Linked DNA regions of Oryctolagus cuniculus: region 2 is linked to region 1. Evidence: chromatin contacts called from public Micro-C data. All regions are on one chromosome and are shown on one strand. Each heading gives the region's core, a stretch centred on a gene start, on an enhancer-like site or on the middle of the called end of the contact. The rest is flanking DNA. Distances are from core to core; before and after follow the strand shown. Region 1 overlaps PIK3R1 (phosphoinositide-3-kinase regulatory subunit 1). Region 2 has its middle 170 kb from the start of PIK3R1.

The links. A called contact is a pair of places that touch in the nucleus more often than the background predicts.
Region 2: a Micro-C map of ear pinna shows a contact between it and region 1, with 2.2 times the contacts expected there. The contact joins two enhancer-like sites. A contact is called at or near these places in 3 of 6 Hi-C or Micro-C datasets (ear pinna, liver and an unstated tissue).

Annotation. Positions count from the first base shown.
Region 1 is chr14:89,210,670-89,213,405 of mOryCun1.1, forward strand. The region is part of intron 7 of PIK3R1 (phosphoinositide-3-kinase regulatory subunit 1); the gene reads left to right. Among named protein-coding and RNA genes, the nearest start is that of PIK3R1, 72 kb to the left of the region's middle. Within about 2 kb of position 1,307, at least 1 of the 8 cell types and tissues checked has an H3K27ac peak or open chromatin away from gene starts, as enhancers often do. A contact at or near this core is called in ear pinna, where this site is marked.
Region 2 is chr14:89,313,479-89,316,430 of mOryCun1.1, forward strand. No RefSeq gene overlaps it. Among named protein-coding and RNA genes, the nearest start is that of PIK3R1, 170 kb to the left of the region's middle. Within about 2 kb of position 1,508, at least 1 of the 8 cell types and tissues checked has an H3K27ac peak or open chromatin away from gene starts, as enhancers often do. A contact at or near this core is called in ear pinna, where this site is marked.

The DNA of each region.
Region 1 (2,736 bases), core at 57-2,556:
TTAAAAAAAAAAAAAAAAAAACTGAAATCCAAGTCGTCTTCCAACCCTCGTGTGTCCCTTTGTGTGCCCTCCCTCCTCCGTCTGTCGCATCAGCCCTTTGGAATCGAGTGGCTGTGTTCTCCCTTGGGAAACCTCATAGGGCTCTCTTCCCCCTCTGTAGGGAAGCCACCCTGAACTCCTTTGGTGATCCGGCAGGGCACCCCAGGGAGAAGAACCGATTTCTTAGGCCTGGAAGGGCTGCAGCATTTTCCCTGAAACCCCCCCCCCCCCCCGCATCTTGTCACAGTGAGTGTGTGAGTGTACTGGGGGCACCACACTGTTATGTGTTGTGGTTGTTACCATGTAGAACTTGCCATGCTGATGTTTGAGGCAAAGTCTCAGCTCAGACATGACCTGTTAGCATGCAAGGTATAGCTAAATACTGGGGATGGTGGGGGGGGGGGGGGGCGCGTGCAAGTACTCCCTGAGCACAGAAGGCACAGTTGGTGGGTATTCAGGGTAGGGAGACGGAAAAGGCCTGCGGAAGAAATTTTTTTTTTTTTGGACAGGCAGAGTGGACACAGAGAGGGACAGAGAGAAAGGTCTTCCTTTTGCCGTTGGTTCACCCTCCAATGGCCGCAGCGGCCGGCACACCACGCTGATCCGATGGCAGGAGCCAGGTGCTTTTCCTGGTCTCCCATGCGGGTGCAGGGCCCAAGGACTTGGGCCATCCTCCACTGCACTCCCTGGCCACAACAGAGAGCTGGCCTGGAAGAGGGGCAACCAGGACAGAATCCGGCGCCCCAACCGGGACTAGAACCCGGTGTGCCGGCGCCGCAAGACGGAGGGTTAGCCTAGTGAGCTGCGGCGCCCGGCTCTGTGGAAGAAATTGAACCTGACAGTGGCCTTGAAGAATAGGTTCAGTTGGAATCGGGGAAGGAGGAATAGCATTTGGGTTGCTGGCATTTCAAGATTTATTCAAAACAAATGCAGAGCGCAGAAGTGATGGCCTGCAATTTTACAAAAGCAGTACACGTTCTAAGTGACAGGACCCTAGAAGGCATCAGCGTAGAGAGAAAGGCACTGTCCAGCTCCGTCATTCTGGACGTGAAGTAAACGTGAGGCCCACCCCACGCTCCCGGACCAGGGCAGGCCAGGTCTGCCAGGAGCTGCCCCTGGATACAGCCTGGTGTGTCTGCTGCCCCCTGCTGCCTGCAGCCGGCAAAGCCTTCCTGTGCAAATGAGGCTGCTTTTAACATCCCCCGACCCCTCCTGGGTTTCCAGCACATAATAAACCACGACATCTCTGCCGTTAGCTCCTGTGGGTCACACGAGTAAAAGTCACAACCCAGTGTTTGCGGCCTCCCGGGGAAGGCCCCCGTCCCACCCGCCGTGGAAGGAGCCGTGAGCCTGGATTTGAGCCTCGGCTCTTTGCCGCTGACTTAAGTCGGCTTTTCCAAACTGTTTTCCAGACTCTGGAATGGGAGTAAGACCTCTCTCCTGGGCCGGTGAGGAGGATTAGATGAGCTGAGCCGTACAGAAATGCATGGCCCTGTCGTGTCCCCCTGCCCTCTGCTGTAGCCGCAGCGACCTGGAGGGCCCTGCCTCCCTCAGTCCACCCCCCGAGCTCCATCCGGCCCGTCTCCCCACTGACCCATATCCCCAGCCAGCTGAGCTGGAGCCTCCGGGAGCCTGCAGACGCTCAAGTGCAATGTTGAAAGGGAAGCTCTGTGAACAGTTGCCACCCCAGTGGGTGCACAGCTTAGAAAGAAGGAGGTGCTTGTGTAGGGTGCCGCCTTCTCTGTGTGTGTGGCTTGGTGAGGGGAGTGGCCTGGGTTTTAGCACCGTGCTTCCCCCTCCCCCCATCACCTGGCCCAGGTGCCCTTGCCCAGAGCACAAATGTACAGTTGTACGCAGCGGTCCCACACAGTGCCAGCCGCTCTCTCTGCACCCAGGTCGGCCCTGCCCCTGCTTCTGTGCAGGTGGAGTCTGCGATGCGGTCTGTGGATGCCCTTCCGCTGCTTGTCCGCTTGCATGGAGCGCTTCTGTAGTTTTTCCTGCCTGTTGAAGCCGCCAGTCACGCGTTTCTACACGGCGAGGACTGTTTGGAGCCTTCCTGGCATGCACCTGGGCACGGCAGGATAATCATCCCGATGATTGGTTTTATTTTTATTTTTTTGAATAGGCTTCCCCACTCGCCAAGAACTCTCATACAGCAGCTCGTTGAGCAGGGCCAGCGGCCAGCAGCCCGAAGGCAGGGTTCTCTTTTCTGGAGGGAAGCTGAGATCCGGAAAGGTTAGGTACACAGCGGGAGCTTGCAGTACCCTGTCGACAGTTTGCTGTTCCCTTTTGTTCCCGAAAGTCTTAAAAATATTTAAAGCCAAACAGCAGGTTTTCTTGAATAACTGTGTTATGTTTACGCTATTCATACTTAGGTAGCTAAAGTAGATTTCTATAGGGCAACCAAGGTAAAAAGGGTCCCATTTAGCACAGGGTGCATTTGAATGAAACCCATTATAAGTGTCTTTACATATTTCAGATTTCATGGATATATCCAGAAATATTAATGTAGCATAATTGAAGTCTACTATTGCACCCTCAAGCCCAGAGTGGAGAATAAATGCCTCTTTCTCCCCCTGGCCCTTCTACACCTGTCAAAGTTAATTTTTAACCACTGGCACATTGCAAAACATTCATCCTGAAGAGCCTGATTCATAAATCTTGTTTTAAATGCCCTGGGCTTGGTTTTTAACCAAC
Region 2 (2,952 bases), core at 258-2,757, 100 kb after region 1:
TGGGTGCTGTGTGAGTGATAGCACCTGCACCACCCCCAACTCCACCCCCAGAAAACCTGGCCCACAGGCAAGGACTTCAATGGCAAGAGAATGGGCACAGCTGTGACCTAAAGACTTTCCTGGGCCATGAAGATTTGGAGAGATTTTTTTTTCCCAAAAAAATTGATTTAAATTTAAAAAAAATTCATTAAATACTCTTAATGGAGTTTTCTGTCTTAATGCAATTCGAAGTTGATACATATGGAGGGTGAATTAGATTCTCCCAATAACCTTTCCCAACTTTTCAACCCGAGTGCAAACTCCCTAGTAAGGTTAACCTTTCAAGACTTACATTTACAGCCAGGTATTGCACTAAGACAATGTGCTGCAATATTTTATTATCTTCATTTTGAGAAAAGAGAAGCCCAAAACCTAAGAAGACTCATTATTTTCCAACTCCTTCTCTACATACGAGCAGATTAAAATCCACCTTGTTTTTCTCCAGGCACAGTGTTCCTATGCATTAGGACCCGGGAAGTAGAAGCAAAACTTAATTGATATATTTTATGGTGGTCACACCTGAAGTTTTCCTTAGTTCTAGTTACCTCTATGTCGAATGATTTGCTTTGACTAAGAATGAGAGACAGTCGAGGCAATCTTCCAGATAAGTGTTCCCTGGCCACCAACTCAAGTCACAATACGATACCCAAGTGAGCACACTGATAATGTTTGCTTCAACTAGGTTGCTGACAGGACACAGGGAGGTCTGGGGATGGTGGGAGTGTTTCTGAAAATCAGAGTGGTTGGAAGAATGCTCTACTGATTGCCAGGTACTATTTGGCGTTTGTTTTAAAACATGGCTGCATTCACCATCAAGGCTGTAAAAATCAAGTGCGCACTTTCTCAATGGGTCCCTATTGTGTGTCGTTGAAAAGAAAGCAAGGGCACCCCTGTGATCGGAAACCCTGGCCTGTGGAGCTGTGGAGGCCTGGCCAAGGTTCTATCCAGGCCTAGGTTGACAGAAACACCTCTCCCTTCCCTGCACCAGGGAAGCCTTACAAGAGTTACCTCCCTGTCATGAGCACTGGACTGCACTGGCCCTGTGCTTCCAAAATAAACACGCATTTAGCTCCCCAGCATTTCCCATCTTTCCCAGGTTCATTCCAGGAGCTGCGTTTTGAACAAGCTTCAACAGGCACCCAGTTGAAATCACCCTGAGCACTCTGGAAATGTTGAAAGAGCGGCCTTAAGACTCAGTTGCTCAGGACAGGACAGTCTGGATTCATCCCACGGCAAGCGTTCCAGGAAACGGAGGCGAGTAGACACCACTTACCGGCTGCCTAGTTCACCTCTGCCAGACTGAGCCCATGGTTGTCATGGAGCATGGAGTTTGTCTTTAAGTTGTTTGTTTGCTCGTCTTTCGGTTTTACCTTTTGGGGACCCCCTACATTGTAAATAAGGAGAAGAATAATTTCCCTTATTAAAAACCCTGATTTTTTTCTTCCTTGAACACCTCTTTGGCAGAATTAGGTCTGGAATGTCTCTCCAGCCTGAATCTCCCACTCACTGTTTCCCTCTGGAACAAGAGAAGCATTTCCAAATCTAGTAAGACGGCCACTTTGCCATCTTGAAGGATAAAACAGATGTAAGAGAGCAGAGAATCAGGCAGTGCTCATTTGGGGAATTATCACTACCTTCGAAGTCCTCCTCGTGGAAGGCTCCAACTGATGACTCAGGCCCTGATCTGGGCTCAGAGCCCAGAGGGAGGCAGAGGGTGGAGACACCTCAGAGATCAGTGGGCTCTGGCCTCTTTGTTCAATGCAAATGAGGAAGCTGAGGGAGAGGCTGCAGGCTCTTGGAGCATTTCACAGCAGGATTTAGTTTTGCTTTCAACCATGGGACTTAAATGACGCAAGACGTCTTGCAAGCAGACGTGCCTACTAGGAGATCATGTAGGAACATATCATGGCTACTAGTACTTGGCACAGAGCCACAGACGGTGTAGACTGGGGGATCATTGTCAAATTCAGCAAAGAGCTCAGAGGAAGCACCATCCTGGCCCTAAAATGCTGCAGGAAGATGATAACCACGAAATCAGAATTTGTCAGAATAAAAATGGCGCATGATTTTGAAACAAGCCGGGTTTGAAGGGTGTTCCCATTTCAAGACGTCTCCCAGGCCTTTGGTGATGGTGTATCCTTGATGCCCAAATCCTGCATTCTGGATGAATTTTCAAAGCCCCAAGCTTGATTTTCCCTCTTGTGTGAGCCACCGCCTTCCTTTGCCACTGTTCCTATCTGCTGTTTCTCTGAGGTTGGGGCTTCAAGCACAAACAGAGCCTACCAGGCTCATGACGAGAAATGAGCACCGTGAGCGAGCCCGGGCCGGGTTAGCAGCAGGGGGCTGGGATCTTTTGCTACTCACAGTGTCTCCTGCAGTGTGCAGCTCAGCCTCTTCTGGGCTCCACTAGAGCAGCCCCTGCAGCTGGTCTAGGTTGTAGCTGACTCTCATGCACATTCCGTTTGAAGAGGCAGTGCCTGATCTAAGGGAGCAGACTTTGCACCTGGGGCTTGGAGACTTTGATTCTGCAGGGCCGCCATGGCTCAGAAACACGGCTCCAGGTGAAAGACAGGGGGCTATGGCCACCTGCCCTGGATCCCAGAGATTGCCAGGCAAACAATCTTGGCCTGAGCAAGTGCCGCTGATTTTTAAAATTTTTCTTAGTGCAGAAATCTCCATAGACGTTTGGAAAAAGGAGCCTTTTAAGAAGAAAATCATAGAAAAAGCAAATTCAAGAAGAGTCGTGGGAAGAGGTTGGGGAAGATCACTAGAAACAACACTGGTTGGGAATCAGTGAATTAATAGACGCAAAGCTGTTGCCACAGCGGCTCACGCCTAACAAGGGCTTTGTGCGTGCAGGTTGCTGACGCTGTGACTCGTGGGGGGCCAGGCACTTCCTCTAACAGCAGTCCT